Linked DNA regions of Mus musculus: regions 2 and 3 are each linked to region 1. The links are chromatin contacts, called in public HiChIP or PLAC-seq maps. All regions are on one chromosome and are shown on one strand. Each heading gives the region's core, a stretch centred on a gene start, on an enhancer-like site or on the middle of the called end of the contact. The rest is flanking DNA. Distances are from core to core; before and after follow the strand shown.

What was found. HiChIP or PLAC-seq counts read pairs in DNA pulled down with a chosen protein or histone mark.
Region 2: a contact with region 1 is called in a FOXA1 HiChIP or PLAC-seq map of pancreatic cancer cells. The contact joins the enhancer-like site here to the promoter of Crocc2 in region 1. A contact is called at or near these places in 11 of 39 promoter capture datasets (the C10 cell line, cranial neural crest, embryonic stem cells and 8 more), 1 of 484 Hi-C or Micro-C datasets (embryonic stem cells), 1 of 115 datasets of contacts at active chromatin or transcription factors (pancreatic cancer cells) and 1 of 9 other capture datasets (pancreatic islet).
Region 3: a contact with region 1 is called in an H3K4me3 HiChIP or PLAC-seq map of embryonic stem cells, with 6 times the contacts expected there. The contact joins the promoter of Bok here to the promoter of Crocc2 in region 1. A contact is called at or near these places in 16 of 39 promoter capture datasets (the 3T3-L1 cell line, the C10 cell line, the SN4741 cell line and 11 more), 1 of 15 datasets of contacts at CTCF or cohesin (the NIH/3T3 cell line), 1 of 484 Hi-C or Micro-C datasets (cortical neurons) and 5 of 115 datasets of contacts at active chromatin or transcription factors (the NIH/3T3 cell line, embryonic forebrain, embryonic stem cells and 2 more).

The regions. Positions count from the first base shown.
Region 1 is chr1:93,166,620-93,170,026 of GRCm38.p6, forward strand. Crocc2 (ciliary rootlet coiled-coil, rootletin family member 2) reads left to right here and starts at 1,804. Exons shown (of 32, transcript NM_001310428.1): 1 at 1,804-2,183. The coding sequence starts at 2,106.
Region 2 is chr1:93,704,161-93,707,567 of GRCm38.p6, forward strand. Thap4 (THAP domain containing 4) reads right to left here. Exons shown (of 6, transcript NM_025920.3): 6 at 1,231-1,495. The coding sequence ends at 1,376. Among named protein-coding and RNA genes, the nearest start is that of Bok, 20 kb to the left of the region's middle. Within about 2 kb of position 1,696, at least 36 of the 459 cell types and tissues checked have an H3K27ac peak or open chromatin away from gene starts, as enhancers often do. A contact at or near this core is called in embryonic stem cells and pancreatic cancer cells, where this site is marked.
Region 3 is chr1:93,683,847-93,687,253 of GRCm38.p6, forward strand. It overlaps Bok (BCL2-related ovarian killer), which reads left to right and starts at 1,729. Exons shown (of 5, transcript NM_016778.3): 1 at 1,729-2,008; 2 at 2,572-2,823. The coding sequence starts at 2,601.

The sequences.
Region 1 (3,407 bases), core at 554-3,053:
GGGTGGAGGGCACAAAGGAATGTGATGCCCTGTCCTTACTTCCCAGCCCCAGGATAGCCTGTCTGGCTGGAACTGCTCTGGAATCTGACTTGCTGTCTGTGGTCATCTCTGTCCCTTTGGTGACTGTATGCCCCAGAGACAGGGTGGACTGCTCACGGGCTGAACTCACAGGTCCAGCGGCGGCAGCCATTGCTCATGAAGAGTGACTCCTGAGGGCAGCCAAGGCTGGTCTGGTCTGGGTTGCAGCCCCTTTGCGGTCAGAAGTGCACGCCCTGTAGGCTCTAGCAGGAAGTGGGCCCTGTGCACTGTACTTGTTCTGAATCATCACAACCCAGACACTGGACCAAGGCTGACTTCCCACTATTGCCAATGTGTCCATGCCTGAGGCCAATCATAATGGTGTACGAGTTCAGTACCACAACTGTTATGAACCATTCTCCAGGGAATTGGGAATCCAGGGTTTGTCGTGTCCTGGGGCTGTTTCTGGTGAGTTTTCAGGTATGGAGGAAGAAATGACGGCAGGAGCCTCTCTGAAAAGGAGTCTCCCTCCAAGTACAGAAGTATTGAACAGTCTGCCAGACAGGTGGGCACAGATGGGGCAAAATCGGTCACATGCTGGGAGAATGGACAGTGGGGACAGAGCATGCCCTTGCAACTGTAGCAGGACAGGAGGTCCAGGGTTCTGGGTCCAACAGTCCTGTTAGTTAGGAGAAGGGTCAGGCCTAGCCAAGGCCCTGCTGAGACACACTGTACACAATCTAACAGGATTCGTTGAAGAATATACTCTGGACTTGCACTGAAAATTCTCCTTGTCATCAATAGCCCTGGACCAGAAGCTACACTCACGGACCACATAAGGGCCCCAACCAACCAGTATCCAGAGTGCAAGGATGGGGGTCTCAAGCTCCTGCACATGGCCAGGAGGGGTGGATCGGTGAACAACATCAAGGGCTTTCGGACAAGAGAGGAGGACAGAACAAAGCATCTGTCCACTGGCAGAGTCCATCCTATGACCTAGAAATGGATATAGGGGTCAGGAGGGATGCCTGAGTAAGAAACAGGGTGGCCCCTCCTGAGAACCAGCCCCCCTCTTCCTGGAACCTCTCTGTCATGAGCACACTGTGCCCAGAAAAATAGATGGAATGTGCTTGTGTTTTCTGTGTCAAAATTTATTGACTAACAATGAACATATAAGATTTAGCAGTTTCAATAACACGTTTTACATATAGTCCCACCTGCTTGGGTAGCCTGGCCTAAGGTAAAGGCAGATTCTCTTGTTCTAACTTTAATTACTAATGTTAACGCTGACATCACATAGCACACAGCGAATCTATCTCTCTATCTGTATGCATATGCATGGATTACAGAGTGACTGCGCAGAAATGGCAGCAGAGTTCAGAAGGTCTCAGAAGTAGGTTGAGCGTCTGTATTGGTAAGTTTAGTACCAGATTAGTACCAACAGGGTAACTGGGGAAGGATGCATTCTCTATGTGTCTAAGTAGGGCACTGCAGAGCAGGTAACCTGCCAGGCTCCAAGAGGAAACCTTTGCTACAAAGGAAGACCTTTGTTCCTGGGGAAGCTCTGTCCCTCCCTAATCCTTAGACATCTGTGACACACATCTCACTACCGATCACAAAGTTCTTTGGCACATGAACTAAGTCAGTTAGTGACCCTGAATGGGCTTGTGGTCTGCACCCCTGGGTGTGATCAGCAAGCAAACAAGTCTCCCTAAACAGTAAACGGGGGCTCTAGGAAGACGCTGGTCCCTCCCTCCGGTCAGCTTCACTCCAGGTCTCCGGGGAAACCGCTTCAGGCAACAGTGTTCCTTAGCTCTCACAGCAAGCCCTTACTCCTATTTCCAGGGAAACCTGGGCACTCAGCGTCCTGGTTGCCACAGCAACACTCATGGGCTTGTTTGGCGTGTGGTCTCCACAATCAAGGTGGGGCATCTGGGTGCTCAGGAGCAAGTGAATTCAACGGGCCAAACCAGCACAGTGGCTCCAGGTACTGCACACAGGAAGGTACTGGGTGGTTGAGGCTCAAAGAAGAGACGTGCTGAGGAGCCCAGGTACAAACTATTTGAGGTCCTGTGCTTCTGCCCAAGATGAGCTCCACTTCCAGCAATCCTGATGATGGAGACACCACGGAGCAGTCTCAGCTGGGGTTGGACACAGTGATCAAGGTCAGTGAAGTGGCTGCCCCCTCCGTGACCCCTGGAGAGCAGGTCTTGAGAGCACTTTTAAATAGGACGCTGCCCGCTGCCTGCTGCCCGGCGTGCAGCTGCACCCCCTCCTCCCACCCCCCACCAGGAGCACATTCTACCTGCGCACATGCTCAGTGTGAATATGAGCGTGCAAGTGCAGATCTCCAGACAGGCGAAGTGGCTCAGAAAGCCAGCACCCCTCTGGAGTCCTAGGCTTGCAGCCTGCACACCAACGTGGAAGGGACAGGGTGAGGGGCTCCACTGTGTTAGTGGCTAGGTATGGGAGCAATTGAGTCTGAGCTTAGAAGAGGGGCTTCAATTTGGAGATAACCCCAGTACCCACTCTATAAACTGCAGAAGTTCCATTTCTATCTTCACAGAACTTACCTGGAAAATAGGAACAACACAACTGGTCCTGTATCCCTGTCCCCCTCACCATGTCCCATTACTAAAAGCCCACCTACTTGCCAGCCCACATCCCTACACTGTCATCATCCAGCCACCCCAGCCAGACAGTCCCCGACCACTGGGGACTCACTGTACCCCAGATGGACCTGCTGACTCAGAGAGTTCATTAACCCAGCTCTCAGACCCTCAAAGCCATGCTGCAGGGGGTTGACATGGTCCTAGGTAAACAATATATCAGATCCCCTGAGAGGAGTAACCAACCGCACAGATGGTGTCAGGTGGCTAAATAGCCTGTTAGCATCTTTGTACACATAGACATACACATCTGCCCACATAGGACAGACCGTGATGCAAACAGAATATTAAAGTCAGTTGGGGTGGAGGAGATGGCTCAGTGGGTGAAGACAGTTGCCTCCGAGTCTGATGACCTGAGCTTGATCCCTGGAAGTCACGTGGTAAAGAAATCCAACTCCAAAATTTACCCTCAGACATCTACACACACACTACGGCACATACACACCCCAAACCCACACACAACTAAATAAATGTAATTAAAACAATAAGTTAATTGATGCAACAAGAAAAGAGAGTGTCCTGGGTGGGTACTCTCACCTGAGCGGACACTGGCACACTTCTACCCAAAGGGTCTCAGGCTGAATTCTGACGGCAAGGCCGGTGATGGGTTCAGAAAGAGAGTCAGCACACCAGAGCTCACAGAACACTCACAGCCCAGCACCCATTGGCTCATACATCATCCTGTAAGGACCTGACCAGCTAGCTCCTCGGAGACTTGAT
Region 2 (3,407 bases), core at 446-2,945, 540 kb after region 1:
CCTTACCAGGTTCACAGGTCTAGGGGATAGTCTGAGTGAGGGCTGTCTGCCAGAGTGAAAAACTGCACCTGACTAGAATTGCATGGAACTCACAGTTGGGCTGACAGCTAGGAAAGGGCGAATGGGAGGAGTGAGGAGCGCTGTCTGCTGGGTGATGCTTGACATGTCAGGGCACCCACACAGCACAGCTCACACCCAAGGAGAAAGCATTGAGTGAGCCTGTCAGCTGCGTGGCTCAGGTGGTCAACTCTGACAGCGTCTGAGAGAACCCCAGCATGACAATCAGAAGGAACAGAGAACGAGACAGCCATGTGGCTGACCTTATGGTCACACACAGGACTTCCAGGGAGAAGGCTGACAGAAGGCAAGGCTGAGAGCTAGGCTAGGCTGGTGGGGCTAATGCTCAGAGTCCTGGCTTCCAACTCCAGTACTTGGGGAAGAAGAAAAGGAGGTTGTACGCTTCAGCAAACATGCTGGCGGGGACGAGCATCTGTGTGTGAGCTCCTCACACGCGGTAAAGTAAAAAGTCAACCTCCTGGAGTGCTTCCGGCAGAATTAGGTACAGCTTTCAGGCTACAGGGTAAAGGGAGAGCCTGGAGTGCAGGGGAAGTGGTGGCCTTCCCTAGCACAAGAGGATCTTTCAGCATACCCTTGGCAGCAGAGCTGACTCTGGACACAGTCTTCATGATCAAGCGGCCTATGGCTGCTGGGGTACCAGCCCAGGGCTCTCCTCGGAGGTCTGAGATACTGACAACTGTTCTATGGTAATGGTTCCTGTTCCCAGGTGTTCCCTCTCGAAGCTTGAGTGGTTTTGCCCAGTATTTGACCCTGTCTCTGCATGCCACACGAGGTTCCCCACACGGGTGTATTATGAAAAAAGCTTTCCAGGCCTGGTAGTACAGACCTCTGATGCCAGTACTTGGGAGGCTGAGGTAGGAGGATCGTAAGTTCAAAGCAAGCTTGGGCTATGTTGAAAAGAAGAAGGAAGGAAGGAAGAGAGGATCTCTATAGAAGAGGTAGGTGCTGGAGGGTGTAGTACTCAGTATAGTCTTTGCCTAGCATGGGTTGGATCCCCAGTATTACAAAAAGCAAAAACAAAACTTGTAGAAAGCAGGTGGAGGTGGAAGGGGAGAGAGGGAGGGAGCGAGTATTTGATTGTTTCTTAATATCTTAAAGACTGTAATATAAACTATCAGCAGCAGATAAAAAATGTACAGTCTACACAGTGATAATATTCAAAATCTTCAGCCATAAAAATAAAGGCCTTTTATTTGGTTTTCTATGCCATTACAAGAACACCTGGACAACACTTCAGTGTCAGCAGAGCCTGTGACCACACCATGTCTACCAAACAGGCTCTGGGAGTGGCTCCAGGTTAAGGGGTCACCTTCTTGTAGGTAATGTGAAGATGTTGAGTCATTGGCTGTGTAGTGGTTGCCATAGAGACCGTCTGTTCAAGTTTGCCTTCAGAATTCAGCCTGAATTTCCGAGTGATCTGAATGGAGAACAAGACAGAACACTTAAGTTTATATCTTCAAAGGATTCAACAAAGGCTGGGTGTGGTGGCACACGCCTATAATCCTAGCACTCTGCAGGCCTGGACAAGAGAACTGTCTCAAATTCTAGGTCAGCCTGGCTCCAAGCTAGCCTGGGGTTTATTTGGAAAAAACAAAAATATTGAATAAACACTGGAGCATCCGCCTGTGTTAATCACTGGTCACAGGCCTATGAGTAGGGAATACCCCACCAAGGTTACGACTCTGGGTGTAACACCGTGGGGCACACCATGATCAAGGCTGTGGTTCTAGGCTCCTCAGCCACTTCTCCCAAGCAGCAGGTGGATACGGGCAGGTATGTGCTCAGCTTTCAAGAACTCACCTATTGATTGGTATCTGTTAACATATGCTGGCATTCTGCTGCCTATAACCTCCCACTTTCATCTGAGCCCTACACTACAGCAAATGTTTTAGAGGACACTGGGTCAGCATTTGGGGAACACTGGTCTATTATATTATATGGCTCTTTTCACAAGAATATGAGTAGACTCTGAGTCATGTCCTTGTGTATAGAATGCTTGTGAACACAGTGTGACCATATGATAAATGAATGTCTGAGGATCTCTCTAAGGGCCTATCACTTCAGTGCTTCTGAACCACTGGCTGCTTTTGCCACACCCATTATGTGGACCCCCAAACCCTTTTCCTGAGAAAAAAAAGATAAAAATGTCAGTTATTCCAAGTCTAGTTAAGGGGGCTAGAGAGATGGCCCCAGAGAGTGGTTAAGAGTGCTTATGGCTCTAACAGAGGACCACACATACACATACTCTATCTATCTATCTATCTATCTATCTATCTATCTATCTATCTATCTATCTACCTACTTACCTACCTACATAAATTCATTCATTTATTTAATGTACATGAGTACATGTCTTCATGCACACAAGAAGAGGGCATCAGATTCCATTAGAGAGGGTTGTGAGCCATTATGTGGTTGCTGGGAAATGAACTCAGGACCTCCGGAAGAATAGCCAGTGCTCTTAACTGCTGAGCCATCTTTGCAGCCCTATCTATCTCTGAATAAATTTAAAAACAGACAAACAAAGCAAGATTCTAGTTAGGGATTTGAGGATGTAGTTCAGTTGGTAGAGTGCTTGCTTGCACGCATGAAGCCTTGGGTTAGATCCTCAGCACTAAATAACCTGGATGTGGTGGTGCCAACTATAATCCACTAGGAGGTTGAAACAGGAGTATCATAGCAGCCTGAGACACACAAGACTTTGTGACACACACACACACACACACACACACACACACACACCTGACTTATTATCAACCACAGGAACAGTACTCAGCCTCTGAGTCCACCAGGGTCAGTCACCTTCCTGGACACTCACCTATCACCCTTCCCACTTATCTGGGGCTGCTTTCTGTGTCTAAAGCTAAAAACACAACTTCAGCCAGCCACCAGACACTGGTCCCTGAAACCCAAGTGGTTCCTGAGACTCATCCAGGGATCCACAACCCAACAGAGACCTAACACACACCCAGCAGAGGAGTGAACAGATACCCACAGATGTCCTGACTCCGCATGCTCAGGTAACAGGTCACATCCTCAAATACAAACATTAACAACCAAGATACACAGCATGTCTGGAGGAATCAGCACCCCACTGTAGTCTTTCATGAGAAAAGCAATGTAGCTGAAGTGCAAGAGAGGACTTCAAATAGCAACTATGAATATATTCAAGGACCCTACATGTCTCAATGAAGACCAGAAACCACAAGTAAACAGTTGAATAAATTATTGAAAACAATTCAAGATATGAAAATAGAATTTACAGAGAAATGGAATCACTAAAGAATAAAACTCTTGATGGAGAACTCAGGAAATCAAACAAAAATGCT
Region 3 (3,407 bases), core at 479-2,978, 520 kb after region 1:
ACAACAGGAAACTTTTTTCTTCAAATTATACTGTGATTAAACTAGTTGGTAATGAACTGCCTGAGATCAGACCAGGTTCATGAAGTCAATCTGAATCTGCTTTTTAATCCCCGTCGCGTCATTCTTGATTCCCTGCCCGGACACCTGCAAGGTCCCCTCATTCTCTAATGCTCTCCACATTATTTCCTAAGATGGGATCTGTTAGTGATACTTGAGCTAGGTTCCTGTCCTGCCAGTCCCAGGGATCTCCTCTTCTTTGCCCCAATAGCACTGGGACTTGTATGTGGTGATGCTGGGTTTTAACCTGGGCTTGTACTGTTTTTGTGACTGTTCACTTGAAAATATTTCCATGGTAGGACTGGAGAGGTGGCTCAGCGGTTACAAGCACTGACTGCTCTTCCGGAAGTACTGAGTTCAATTCCCAACAACCACATGGTGGCTCACAACCACTTATAACTGTAGTCCTGTGAGATCCAATGCTTTCTTCTTGTGTGCAGACATACATCCAGATAAAACACCCATCTACATAAAACACATAAATAAACCTTTTAACATTTTCATTGTGATTTATTATTTATTGCCTCATTATAAGTACGCTGTTTCATTTCCAAGCATTTGGAGACTTCCACTGGTTTTTCTGCAATTTAGCTTTAATTCAGAGAGTAATTACTGTATGATTTTGGTTCTTTGAAATTTGTTGACACTTGTTTATGGTTTCAGGTGTAGTCTATTTTGGTGTGCGTGTGTAGAATATGCATTTTATAGCTCTAAGTGAAGTGTTTTACTTACACAAACTAGGTCGAGTTAGCAAATCCCATTGTTGAGATTTTGCAGTTGGGTCCAAAGATGAAGGAGAAGACCAGAGTCTAGTAGATGATGTTGACTTTCTTGGAAATCGGTATGGAAAAAGGGAGCTCGGATTCACTGCCACACTGTTCACAACGATGTCTGTGATCCAGCATAGGTCTAAGTATGAATCCTAAAGTAACTAAGCTTCTGAAGACCGCTGTAGTCTAGTACTCCGGAGCCAGGGGCTGGGTGATTCCTGCAGGTTGGACCAGCTGGTCAACACAGAGCTCCAGACAAGCCTCTCTCTCTTTGTGAGTCTCTCTGTCTCTGCCTCTCTCTGTGTCTCTGTCTCTCTCCCTCCCTCCCCTTTTTCTGTCAAAGGGAAATACCCTAATGAGAGATAACTAACTACAAAAGATTATATATTGGATTGGATATAAATAAGTCCAGCTCATTAAAAGCAAAGCTAGACTTGAGTGGGAATGGATGGGTATTTGTAGTATCTTCAACCATGTACATACCCAAGTCTTCACCACACTCCAAAGGCTCTATTAAGCCAAGAATGCAGAATCTATTTTTAAATATTTACTTATTGTTATTTTTGTTTTGTGTATGAATGTTTGCCTGCCTCCATGTCTGTGAATCCCCGTGCATGCCTGGTGTCCTTGGAGATCAGAAGAGGGCATCAGATCTCCTACAACTTCAAGAATCCAGGATCTTTAAGGAGCCTCTATAAGACAATAAGGAAATATAAGTCAGCTCATTTTAAAATGGAACTTGGTGCGCCCCAGTGGGTTGGTGTCAGAGCTGGATGTTCTTCGCGCTGCCTGCCGGGACAGCTCCAGTCTGGCGGCGTTCCCGGGCGCATCCCGAGAACTTGTGCTGGCCTTTCTTAAACCAGGGAGGCGTTGGGCAGAGCTGGGCTGCGGCTCCGCCCCCGGGGGTTGCCGTTTCCTTAGAAGGCGAAGCCCTAAGCCTGGCTTCTCGCCCGCGGGGAGACCGCGGTACGCCTCCCGCACCCCTCGGGACCAGGACTTCTGCGAGCGCGCGGGAAGACCGGCGGAGCCTGTGCTTCAGCTCGGGTGTGGACGGGGCGGGCGCTGGGGCGGGGCGCGCGCTCGCGGGTTTGAATGGAAGGGTCTAGACCGCCGGAGACGGCAGCGAGCGGGTCCTGAAACCAGAACTCCACCGCCGCCCCGCGCGCCATGAGGCGGGAGAGGTGAGTCGGGCGGGCGTGGCGTCGGTGCCCTGGATGTAGCACCATGGGAACAGCGACACCGGGGACAAACACGGGCTCTGCGAGGTGCGCAGGTGCGTGGTCTCCGAGCCCGGGGACTGCCGCGCAGTTTGGAGCCTTCCTTAGGACCCCACTCGTCGGCAGGGAGGAGCCCGCGGGGTCCTGCTTGTCGGCTGGTCGCAGCAGGCTACTCTGCATCCTCTTCTCCCCCAAATTGGTCCTGGAGCCTGGGCGCTGTGATTAAAGAACCTATCGCCACTTCCCTGCGGTGTTTCCAACCCCTGACCACCGCTGGGATCTGCGAGATTTAATTTAGAACCTAAAAAGAACCCGAGACTTTTAAAAGATTTGGGGTGCAAAACGAGAGGCTATCGGAAACCGGCCCTTTTTGAGGGCGGCGCACAGCCAACCTCCTGTGTTGTTTGAATCGCGCACGCGGTGGGGACCGCTGTGCCTCGGGCCGCGCTTCTGGGTCTCCTCCCGTGGCGGGAGTCCTTTCGCCACCTGGCTGGAGGCGGTCCGGTCTGAACTCAGTCTATTCGTAGGTGTGGCGCCTCTCGCCCGCGCTTCGGCCATGGAGGTGCTGCGGCGCTCTTCTGTCTTTGCAGCGGAGATCATGGACGCCTTTGATCGCTCGCCCACAGACAAGGAGCTGGTGGCCCAGGCTAAGGCACTAGGCCGGGAGTACGTGCACGCGCGGCTTTTGCGCGCCGGCCTCTCCTGGAGCGCTCCAGAGCGTGCCTCGCCTGCCCCTGGAGGACGCTTGGCAGAGGTGTGCACAGTGCTGCTGCGCTTGGGTGAGTGTGGGGCACCAGCAGGTACCATCCCAGGCCGCCCCTCTATAGCTGGTTGGATGGGCCTGCCCGCAGTGTTTCAGGGTTCCCGGTACAGCTGTTCTGCACAGACATTCCCTTCTTGTGACATGACCAGCCCTTCTGCGGTTGTGCCTCACCCTCCCGCTGGCGCTGAGAGAGGAGGCGTGCGTGGGAGCCCAAATCTGTCTGGAATGGAGAGGGTGCAAGGATAGGCCACCCAGGCTGGCGCTGCTCTTTGTCCCCAGGCTTGTCTGCTTGCAGGCTCCTTTGTCAACCTCCCCCCTCCTGGTTCCTGCTTAGTCCAGATCACAGACACTCTTGCCATAAAACACAGAAAGCTCTGGAGGAGCAGTATTTTAGCAGCTAAACTTTATTGTGACCCTTGTACTCTGCTGGACTAAAAAATCCTTTGTGGTACCACGTGTCCCAATGTTTGTTTTGGAAAATAGGCCTTTCAGTTATTGGCCGAGGTCCGACACCCTCTGCAGTTTCCCTTGATGGGAAGGCCCCCCAGGGCCTTCTTGAAGAATATCTGGGACACTTGTTTCTGGGGGTCACACATAGCT